4 separate regions of the Mus musculus genome follow, and all the other regions are linked to region 4. Evidence: chromatin contacts called from public promoter capture Hi-C data. All regions are on one chromosome and are shown on one strand. The core of a region is the stretch at or near the end of the contact, and the rest is flanking DNA. Distances in the headings are between cores, read along the strand shown.

The links. Promoter capture Hi-C pulls out the DNA fragments that hold promoters and counts their contacts.
Region 1: a contact with region 4 is called in a promoter capture Hi-C map of liver, with 3 times the contacts expected there. The contact joins the promoter of Slc36a1 here to the promoter of Slc22a21 in region 4. A contact is called at or near these places in 4 of 39 promoter capture datasets (the C10 cell line, liver and pre-B cells).
Region 2: a contact with region 4 is called in a promoter capture Hi-C map of hippocampal neurons, with 3 times the contacts expected there. The contact joins the promoter of Ccdc69 here to the promoter of Slc22a21 in region 4. A contact is called at or near these places in 6 of 39 promoter capture datasets (the 3T3-L1 cell line, hippocampal neurons, liver and 2 more).
Region 3: a contact with region 4 is called in a promoter capture Hi-C map of liver, with 4 times the contacts expected there. The contact joins the promoter of Anxa6 here to the promoter of Slc22a21 in region 4. A contact is called at or near these places in 4 of 39 promoter capture datasets (hippocampal neurons, liver and pre-B cells) and 2 of 484 Hi-C or Micro-C datasets (B cells and pro-B cells).

What each region holds. Positions count from the first base shown.
Region 1 is chr11:55,203,029-55,205,728 of GRCm38.p6, forward strand. Slc36a1 (solute carrier family 36 (proton/amino acid symporter), member 1) reads left to right here and starts at 1,312. Exons shown (of 11, transcript NM_153139.4): 1 at 1,312-1,460.
Region 2 is chr11:55,076,701-55,079,400 of GRCm38.p6, forward strand. It overlaps Ccdc69 (coiled-coil domain containing 69), which reads right to left and starts at 1,431. Exons shown (of 7, transcript NM_177471.4): 1 at 1,313-1,431. The coding sequence starts at 1,360.
Region 3 is chr11:55,032,053-55,034,752 of GRCm38.p6, forward strand. Anxa6 (annexin A6) reads right to left here and starts at 1,419. Exons shown (of 26, transcript NM_013472.5): 1 at 1,307-1,419.
Region 4 is chr11:53,978,970-53,981,669 of GRCm38.p6, forward strand. It overlaps Slc22a21 (solute carrier family 22 (organic cation transporter), member 21), which reads right to left and starts at 1,364. Exons shown (of 10, transcript NM_019723.3): 1 at 496-1,364. The coding sequence starts at 888. It overlaps Gm30927 (predicted gene, 30927), which reads left to right and starts at 1,062. Exons shown (of 4, transcript NR_168634.1): 1 at 1,062-1,368; 2 at 2,340-2,428.

The DNA.
Region 1 (2,700 bases), core at 62-2,561, 1.2 Mb after region 4:
GTGGTATGTACTGTTTATATCTCTGTGTGTATGGAGTACATGTATGTATGTGTGAGGTGTATGGAACATATGCATATGTGTATGTATGTATGTATGTATGTATGTATGTGTGAGGTGTATGAAGTATATGTGTGTGTATGGAGTATATGTATGTGTGTGTGGTATATGGAGTGTGTATGTGTGTGTGGTGTATGAAGTATGTGTATGTGTGAAGTTGTCTTTGCATCTCTGTGTGTGTGGTATATGGAGTATATGTATGTATGTGTGGTATATGTTTGTATGAGTATATGTGTATATGTGTCTGTGATGTATGGAGTATATGTTGTTTGTGTGTGTGTATGTGTGTGTGTGGTGTATGGAACATATGTGCATGTACGTATGTGTGTGGTGTACGAAATATATGTGTGTACATGGAGTATATGTACGTGTGTGGTGTATGGAGTATATGTATGTATATGGTGTATGGAGTATATGTCTGTGTGTATGTGGTGTATGGAGTATATGTATGTGTGTGTTTGTGGTGTATGGAGTATATTTATGTGTGTGGTGTATGGAGTGTGTGTGTGTGTGTATGTGTATGTGTGTAGCATATGGAGTATGTGTGTGTGTGTGTGGAGTGGGGCATCGGGGAGTCAGATGGTGACATTGTCTGCTTGAGTTGTTCCCTCAACTTTTTTTCCCCACAGGTTCTCTCACTGAACCTGAGCCCACTGTTTTGGCTAGATCAGTTAGTCTGCTGAAGAGACCAAGGGATCCTTCTGCTCTGGCCCCAAGCTCTGGTGTTACTGGCACACATTGTCTTGCCTGGCTCTTTATATGTACTGGGAATCTTAACTCAGGTTCTTATTGTATCCAGTAAACCATTTTCCCAGTAGCCCCTTTTAAATTTTTTTGAAGCAAGGTATCTTTAAATCACCCAGGGTATCCTTGAACTCACTCTATAACCCAAACAGGCCTTGAACTATTTTTCTTCTCTGCTCTGGTATTGCAGTCTTGTACCATCAGGCTTAGCTGCACGATTTATTTTTTAAAAGGTGCAAACTTGTGATTATAAACCAGTAAATGCACGTTAATATATGCTGAACAAATAAATTTTAGCAAGGCTAAAAATTACGGATATTTTGCATGCCGACTTCCCTGGAGACTGCCTCAAAATCTAGGTCGTCTGCCTTAGCTCTGTGGTGGTCTCAGAAGCACTGCCCTTTCTGAAGCAGCGGCTGACGGCCGCCAGGTGGCGCTGCAGAACAAGGGTCCGGGAGGAGGAGCACGGAATGGAGCGGCACGTGACCTGGGCTAGGGAGCCAGCATCACGTGACAGGGCCCGGAAGCGGCTGTCCAGGAGGCTAGAAAACCATGGCTAGGGGTCGGCGCTGAGGCTACGCGAGGTGGGCTGAGCAGGAGCGGGAGCCAGAGCCGGAGCCGGAGCCGGAGCGGGAGCCCGGGCCGGGCAGGGCCGACCGGTGAGTAGTGCGTGCCCTGCGCTGCAGTCGGGAGTCACCTCCTGCTGTAGCACCTCCCGCCAAACGGATGCTGCTGCTCAGGGACAGGTCACCCGTGGGGTGGGGTCTCCCATGCACCTTTGACAGGTGTTCAGTCATAGTTCCCAGGTGACATCGGCAGTCACTGACGGCTAGCTCGGACCAACCCTTCGTTTGCAGATGTGGCTGTTCGAGCTATGCCCTTGCCTTGGGTCACAGGGTACCAGACCGCAACTCCTTTCCTCCGAGAGTAGGGGAAACTGAGGTCCAGGGCTGTGTGTGGGCTTCCGAGGTATCCCTGCAGCAGGGTGTCAGCTTCTGCAACTGTTTGTTTTCTGCCACGTTGCCATCTGCGGGGAAACTCGCCCTGTGAAAAGGCACTTGTCCCTTCCGCTGTGGGTCGCGCGTCCTTGTTTAGCTCCGCTGTGTCTGGGCTCTCCACGCCAGGCTTGAGTTCTGGGTGTGGTTCTGTTCACTGATGGCTTTTTCCTTTCCTTTCCTTTCCTTTCCTTTCCTTTCCTTTCCTTTCCTTTCCTTTCCTTTCCTTTCCTTTCCTTCTTTTTTCCTCTCTCTCTCTCTCTCTCTCTCTCTCTTTCCTCATCACTCAGCAGGCTTCGTTTCTAACCGTTCTGCAGTTTTGTGGAAGTCACTTAGAAATATGAAATAGGACCTGGGATAGACTGGAGGGACCAAGAGAGCTCTAGGGCATGAAAAGCACAGATGTTAACTTGAAGACCGCTTGCTTTTTGTTTTGTTTTCTGAAATTTGACAGATTCAGGTAGCGACTGCTTATATGGATGGAATTAGGGGGTGGGGGCTTGTTGAGTCAGGATAGCAACATAGTGTCCTGGAAGGAATTGACTTTGGGGAATCTGCAGAGCGTGTTTTAGCTTTTGCCTCTTGCTTGATGCCTTAGGTGACTTTGAATCCTCCCTCACCCGGGTTTACATTTTCAGTGTATGAATGATGGTAGGGTCCTTTTGTTATGAAACTCATATTTTTCCTGTTTGATTTTGTTAGGAGAGATTTACCCCCTCCTTGTAATCTGTAGGCAGTAGCCTACAACAAGAGTAGATCTTGTTCTAAAAGAATTTTACCTGTTTCTAATTGTCTTGAATCTGCCCCCCCCCCATTTATGGCTCAACTAGACATTCATAATTTTAGTTGTCTTTCTCATGACCAAGATCTCTTTTGCCTCTAGTTTGCATCCTAATTTATAGTA
Region 2 (2,700 bases), core at 181-2,680, 1.1 Mb after region 4:
GGCCCTTTGAGGCAGCAAAGGTGAAGGGCTTTGCAGTTATCAAGAAGCCCTTAGAAGCCAGGTATGGTAGCCCAGGCCTATAATTTCAACATTAGGGAGGCTAAGTAAAATTGAAAGTTTGGGGCCAATCTAGGCTACATATTGAGAGCTTGTCTAAAAAATCTGAACAAAAACATCCAGCCTGCTGTGGTGGGGAGGCTGGTAATCCCAGCATTGGAGAGGCAGGTGAATTAGCAGTGCAAGGCCAGCTTTGGCTACACATTAAGTTTAGGACAGCCTGGGCTACACCAGACCCTGTCTCCAAAAGTGGGGATGGGGAGAAAAATAAAACAATGAAAAGTTAGTCCAAGTGCAGGGGAGGGTTCAGAGAACACACACACACACACACACACACACACACACACATTGACAAAGTTAGGGGTAGATAAACAGAGGTAACAGGAAGACTAATGAGCTGAAGTTCCTTGCAAAATTAATCATTTTCACAGTGGGGACTGATGAAGTTCACGGGCTGTCCATCCCCACAAGGGGTGGAGAGACTGGCAGACAGGAAAAAACGACTAGGACTCTAGAGTGCCTGTTTCCTTCTCTGGGCCCCCGGCTGTCCTCAGTGGATTTGGCCCTGAATCTAGGCTCTGACCTCCTGACGTTTCTCAGACCTCAAGGGGCAGAAACCTGAGTCAGTCTCTTGGGCTCTAACCCAGCTTCAGGGCTCTGGGGCGGGAGGGACAGGAAGGAGGAGAGAGCTGCAGGAGACTACAAATCAACTCCCACTTTGGCTCCTCCCAGCTACCCTAAGGGCAGCCCACGCACCGCTCAGTTCCCGCAGGAAGCCCTGACCCGCTTCCTAGGCTCTAAAGGGTGCAGTGATCCCAGGCGAAACTCGTTAAGAGGCAGCCTGTGTCTAGCAGCCCTTGGGCAGACCAGGGAGTTGAGGTTTCCAACAGGTCTCAGGTGATGCTGGTGCTGTCCGGCTGTGGACCTATCAGAGATTGCCGGCCTTAGACCTTAGCTCAAGGCGCAGAGAGGTTAAGAACTCTGTCCTCTACTACACAGTGACAGCCCCACACTGAAGGCCACCTGCCACGGACACACCAGTCACCTCCCCGCGGGGACAGCAGGGTCAGCTGCAGTTTGTCTGGGACTGAGTGTGTTAACTCGGCTTCTGATTGCCGGGTCGGGCGGAGACAGAGCACCCCCACCCCCGCACCCCAATCTCCATGACTGCCCCCCCCACTGCTGTCCATCTGGTGTCCTCTGCTGTCCCTCTGAGCGCCCCCCAAGCAGACCTCCGTGTGCGGGCTCCCGGTACCTTCTCTGCGCGCTTGCCGCGGCTGTGCCGGCTTTGCCTGCAGCCCATCCTGCTTCGCGCGTCCCGCTGGCTGTGACTCTCAACCGCCCGGAGCTGCAGCCGCGCCGGCTGCGCGCCTTAAATGCCGGAAGAGCAGGGCCTGCGCGGGGCCCCGGCCGAGCCGGGGCCGGGCCAGGGCAGGTGCCAGCGGCGCTCCACGCCAGAAGTACCTGAGGCCGGGGCAGGAGAGATCCCCAGGAGCCACAGATGGTTCTCAGGACCCTCTGATGAGAAAGAGCTGAGAGGGAAAAGAACGAAAACAATTAAACCAGGCGTTGTGGCACACGTCTGTAATCCCAGTTCTGAGGAGGTGGAGGCAGGAGGATCACAAGTTCGAGGACAGTCTGATATATATAGGGGGTTTAAGACCAGGCAGGGCTACATGATAACCTGTCATACAAAGGGAACGGGGTTGGAGAGAGATCTTAGCAGTTAAGAGTATTTTTCTGCCCTTCCAGGGAACTATGGTTCAACTCCAGACACCCACATCGGGTGGCTCAAAGATGCCTGTCCGGCTCCAGCACATGGGCCTTTTAACCTCTGAAGGCACTGAGGGTGAGTGCCTATAGACCCAGCACTTAGGAGGCTGAGGCTGGAGTTTCAGGAAGAGGCTACAGAGTAAGTAAGAGCTTATCTCAAAAACAAAACTAACCAAGCAAGCAACCAAAAGAACAAGCCAGCTGCAGGCTCAGTGGGAAAGGCAGTTGCCTGTGATGCCGACTTGAGCTCCATCCCCAGGCCCCACTTGGTGGAAGGAGAAAAGGAACATGCATGCCAAGGCTCACACACTGCATTACCCATTCATAACTAAATCTACATTTCCTGAGCTGAAAAGGCCAATCAATTTGCAGTTCCAGGAGCCTGAGGCAAAAGGACAACCACAAGTTGGAGGTCAGTCTAGGCTACAGAGTGAGCCCTTGTCTCAAAAGAAAATGAATTAAAATTATCTCAGTGAGTAAAGGTGCTTGCTACTAAGCTGATGACCTAAATTCAATTCCCAGGAAAAAGAGAGCCAACTCCTGAAATTTGTCCTCTGATCTCCATATGTAGGCCATGTGCACACATGTGTGCACACACACTCACTCTCCCCTCTTCAATAAACAAATGAATAAATGAAATAAAAGTATACTTCAGAGAGGGACAATGCTGGTAGCAAGGCCCAGAGCCCAGGTCAAATGCTCCCCCAAACCTGGCTTTTGTAACACCCCTGCAAATAAATGACACCCACTTTCATTGTAAGCTTTCCACAAGGCTGGGCCAATAGCTTTCCCCAGCTCACAAGATCTGTGTGACATAGTCTTCTCTCCTCAGGACAGACACTGCAAGCTTGCCAGATGCAGTGGGAATGG
Region 3 (2,700 bases), core at 169-2,668, 1.1 Mb after region 4:
ATCCCAGCAGAGAGAGGCTCACAAACAAAGGACAGGAAGTAAAGGGACATGGTGAGCGACAGTCACAGCTGCAAGGGGATGAAGGCCTTCTCCTTCCCTCCATGCCCAGCCACACCCCACTCCCAAATCTGAGAACAGTTGAATTGGCGGGGGGGGGGGGGGGGGGGGGGCACCGGAAGTGGCGGCCACCTCAGCAGACCACTATGGGGAACAAGGGCCCAGAGAGAAAAGAAGTCCTTCCAAGTGTCCCAGGCAAGCTGCAACTCATGGATATGGGAGAGGATTGCCCAGGGTCTTCCTGCAGGGCTTAGGGCCTGCAGCCAGAACATCAGGGCATACAGGGGCTGAAATAGTTCCCGGGGGATAAGAAAGGCTGGAGAGTCAAGCTATTCTGTCGGAGAGGTGGGCTCAGCAGCTTCAAGATGTGATCTGGCCAGGTGAGGTGAAATGGAGGGCAGATTCTAAGGGAACACCAGGATCCCCTACAAATCCTGGAGCCATATGCCCAAATTTGGAAGTGTCTAGTAAGACCCACCAGAGTTTAGACAAAAGGGGGTGGGGCGGGAGTGGGGCGGGGGTGGGGGGAAGCAGAAGCCAGATTCTCTCTAAAGGAGAGTTTCATCGACCACACCTGTACTCAAGATTCCCCAACCAGCAGCCAAATCAAACCCACTTTCATAGGACTGAAAGCGGGGGTTATCAACACTTGTGAGATGGGGGCTCAGAGAGGGAAAGGCGGCTGGCTCAAGGCCACACTGCAAGTTGGTGGTGGGATCTGGATTCGAGGTCAGTAGGAAGCATCTAACTAAGACCCTGAAAAACTGGGAAGGAGCCGGGTTGGCTTAGGAGAAGCAAAATTCAGAGTGGGACCTCTGCATCTTGCTAAGAGCCTCTGCGGCTCCCGGAAAGGTGAGCATCTCCGGAAAGACAGCAGGTCCTTCCTCTGACCCGCATCAGGGAGCCTTTCTCCCGGACCACACCACGAACCGTCTGGTGCTCAGCAGACTGTTCAATTCCTCAAGCTCTCCAAGTTGAGTAACTCACAGCCTCCCGCGAGGGTCACCAAGTTTTTCCACTACTTTAGACAATTAGGCTCCTGGGTCTTGGACCACACCCTCGGCGGGGCCGGGCGGGGGGCACCAGCTCCCCTCCCCCCTCAGGGTGCTGTCAACCAGCGCCAGCACTTTGGGTTCCCTCCCGGGACACACCCAGCCGCGACACCCCGGGGTGACCGCACACCAGCATGGACCCGACCAGGTCCCTTCAGTCCTGGACCCCGTGTCCCGCAGCGACTCTGCACACTCACCGCGCTAGGGAGGCCTCAGATCAGGGCGTATGGACAGACGCAGCTCGAAGCCCGTTAGCCTAGCAGCAGCCGCAGCGCAGGCTGGGCGCACGGTGGAGGGGGACACGTGGCGCGCAGGGGCCAATCGGATTCGCTCGCTGCCCGCCCCGCCCTGTCCAGCCCCACCCCGAGTGCTTCTTTTTTGGAGTTTGGGTGTCACCGGCTGCAGGGGAAGGGCATGGGGGAGGGCGCCCTCGGGGGAAACCTGCCACCTCTTACCTGGGTCGTTTCTGACCCCAGCCCTGACGTCACCTCCAGAGGGTAGGGGATTTGGCAAAGGTCACGCTGCCACCCAGAAATAGAAGTCAAATTAATGTCCTGTTCTGGACACATTCTCCAACATTCCTGCTACTCACCAAAGCTTTGTTGAGAAATTTGAAGCTTGCCAAAATTGAAGTTGAGACCTTACCTGACTGATCAGATTTCACGCCTTCCTGCCCTATCGGGTCACAGGCGTAGTCACCTACTTTGCAAGGAAGGAAAGACCAGAGAAGACCGCGCCTCGCCCAGGGTCACTCAGCTTGCAGATTGTGGGGTTGGAAATCTAATTTAGATTTGGCCTTGGGGAGTGGGTTCTGGTTGAAGAGGGAGTGATAGGAGGACCAGAAGTTGTCATCCAGGTCTGTGTGGAAAAGCGGTACAACCTCTGGAAAACAGATAGCCCAGCTTTGATAGAGAAATCTCCCTCAACCCCCAACCCCCGCCCCCACCCCGCCCCCACTGCCTGGTGGCCACAGCGGACAGCAGACTTCTGTTTGTTAATAAGTTCCTTGAGTTTCTTTAAAGGGTCATCCTCAGGAGCCAACTAGCTGCCTCAGAAGGCCAAGGTGCTTGCTGCCCTACAGGGGGCTCGCACATATTTTTTGCACTTCAATAAAGAAAATGTAATTTTTAAAAGTTAAAAGTTTAAAAAATATTATCTCCAGAATCTGTCACTCGTTCAGAGAGTAGTAAGCATCTTCCAAGATCTAGTTGGAAAATTGTCCTCCGTTTGTTTGTTGCTTGTTTGTTTTTCATTTCACCCAAAGAACACTTACTGAACCTCTGGTGCAAGCTAGAGCAAACTGAACAGGTGAGCTCTGCTGCCCAGCCCCACCCTTGGGACCTGCCAATAGACAGAGGTTTAGATTTCTCTATGGGAAGCCTGGGGCTAAGGTGGAGGAAGCACTTGGGGCAAAGCAAGTGGGGCAGTGTCACCTTCAGAACGAGAATGATGCCATTACAACTTTTGAGAGGAGCAGATTATCAGCAGAGCCTGCATCCCAGCACTGAGAGGCTGGAGCAGGAGGATCCGGAATTCAAGGTCATCACTGGCATCAAGGCCAGCCTGGGCTACACGAGACTGTCTCAGAAAA
Region 4 (2,700 bases), core at 114-2,613:
AGTAACAATCCATCGCTGGCAAATGGAAAACAGTTTCTCCTGGGGCATGGCAAGACTTCATTTTGGGGTAAGGATAGGTGAGGGAAGAAAGAATAACTCCAGAAAGGGTAGAGAGTTTGGAACACACGTTTCTTTAACTTTAAAAAGTTCTGCAAAGAGTCTTTCCTTTCTGAACAGAGGCTAAAACCTGTGGTCTCTTCTCTGGAGCAAGTCTGAATCCGGCCCCTCTGAATCACATCACTACCTCGAGAAAGTCCCACCACTCAGGGTCTCAGGGCATCTCCTAGGGGCAGAACCTTCTGGACTCTATCTTCAATGGGACCCTATGGACGGATGGTCTGCCAGACATTTGTCCTCTGAGGGGCGTACTATGGCTAGAAGTCATCTCATAAAATGTTCTTAAAGGATGCTCATCACCAGGGAGCTTGTGGTTAAACTAAGGAACAACCATTGCCTGCGATGTCACCAGACCCTGACAGGGGGGCTGTCACCTACCTCTGTCACGATGGTGGACAGGAAGATGTCCTTGTCGTACTCCCAGCCATCCAGGCAGTTCTCCTGCTCCAGCTGCTCCAGGTCCACGTCCCGTCCCGGCTCCAGCCCTAGCTCAGAGAAGTTGGCGATGGTGGCCAGTCGGTAGCGGCGGCATTTCTGAGGCACCTCTGGTCCGTCCTTCGTCTCCATCGGGATACTGTGGTTGCGCCACGCGCTGCTCAGGTTCACGGTGTCTGGTATCCGGCAACGGTGCTCCGGGATCGCCGTCAGGAACACGGCTGACAACCCAGTAAAGCCATTGGGGATGATGCTGGCGCTGAGCAGGAAGAAGATGAGGCGCTGGAAGGTCCCCCACTCGCCCAGGAAGGCGGTCACCTCGTCGTAGTCAAGCATAGAGTCGGCAGCCCACGGCGTCCCGCCGGGAATCCGAGGATACTCGGGCGCAGTGGGCGGCGCACGGTTTGTCCGTGCACGCGGAGCACCAGTCACTCGTCGAAGAGGAGTTCGAGAAAGCGTCGGGAGACGTTTTCCACACGGAGAAGCTCGTGAGTTCCTCCCGCCGCCTCAGACCCCGCCAGCGCCAGAGACACCGAGGACGTGAGGCCATGATGGACTCCGCGCGGAGTCTGGCCTAGACTGCAAGGCCGGCCGTGCAGTCCTGAGGCGAACCGTGGGGTGGGCGCGGCAGGAGTCTGAGTGATCCGTAGTGGGCACTGGACGCGCCTGTACGTGAGGCGGGTCTGGTCCCGGTCTCCGAGCTGGCTGGACAGTGCGGAAGCGGGATGGAGCCTGGCTTCAGAACTGCGCGGGTGTGAGGGAGCCTAGGAGTCCCTTGCCTACTACTCTGAGCTGTTCGCTGAGGAACGCCCTGAGGTAAAGTCCTTCCCAGTCGAGAGCAAGCGAGTCGGGCTGGGGGCGGGGCCGCTGTAGTCCCCGCCCCGAAGCTGCTGCTAGAGGGAGGGACGGGTCTTCTCAAGCCACACCCCCCGAGCGAGTCGGGCTGGGGGCGGGGCCGCTGTAGTCCCCGCCCCGAAGCTGCTGCTAGAGGGAGGGATGGGTCTTCTCAAGCCACAACCCCGAGCTGGTCCCCAGGGCTCCTTTGGGGGAAGTTGTGACCAAGCTGGGTGTTGACTTGGAGAAAGGCGTAGGATTTCGGTATGAAACACCCTCTCAACTTTTTGTTATGGGTCAGAAAGGGATTGTATCCCACCAAAAGTCTTCTCCTTCAATGGACCTGAGTTCAATTCCCAGCACGCATTGGAGGCTTACAACCTTCTGGTAACTCCAGTTCCGGGGGAACTAATCCCCTTTTCTGGTCCCCTGTCACATATAGTGCACAGACATACATGCAATCAAAACGCCCACTCACATAATGTCATATTATAATAATCATTAAGAGATTGAGACAAATTTTGAGGCTGTGGTCATGAGGCTGTGGGCAATGAATTTCAATTTCTAGGCTCTGTTCTGTGCTTTATGTTTTTAAAGATTAAGAAATCATTCAGTTATTCATCAAATCGACTTAAGCAAATATAAAAATTTAACTTCAAGATTAAGGATCTTAGTCTAGGATTATACCCTCAAATTAGTTATTTTTTACAGTTAATTCAGGAGCTGACTGGTGATCTACATAGTTCCAGGCCAGTCAGGACTACACAGTGAAACCCGTCTTAAAACAAACACAGAGCCTTACAATGAAATCCATTGTTTTGTGCAAATAGTATTTCCTAAAATTAAAAAGATAAGGTATAAAAATAGCAATTGTGTAATTCTAAAGTAATATTGTCAAATGAAATGAGAAGTTACATTTATAATTTTATTTATTTATTTATTTACTTATTTAGATGGGGCCTACTGTATTTCCCTGGCTTTACCTGCAACTTTGGTCACAAATGACCACCTGCCTCATCCTCTCTAGTAGCAGGGACAACAGGTGTGTACAGCAGATGCACATTATCATTAAAATTGTCTTGGTAGCTGTTGTATTCGTAACTTTTCTGGTTACAGAGACAAAAGCAATTTAAGGGAGAAGAGGTTTGGGCTTGTGCTTAGAGGGTAGAGTCGGTCACTCTGGGAAGGCCGGGTGGCAGGAGTCAGCTTGTCACAGTCGCCTCAGTCAGGAAGCCAGGAGAGAGAAATGCTGGTGCTCAGCTTGCTTTCTCTCCTCTTACTTAGTCCTGGACCAAAGGCCATGGAACAGATGCT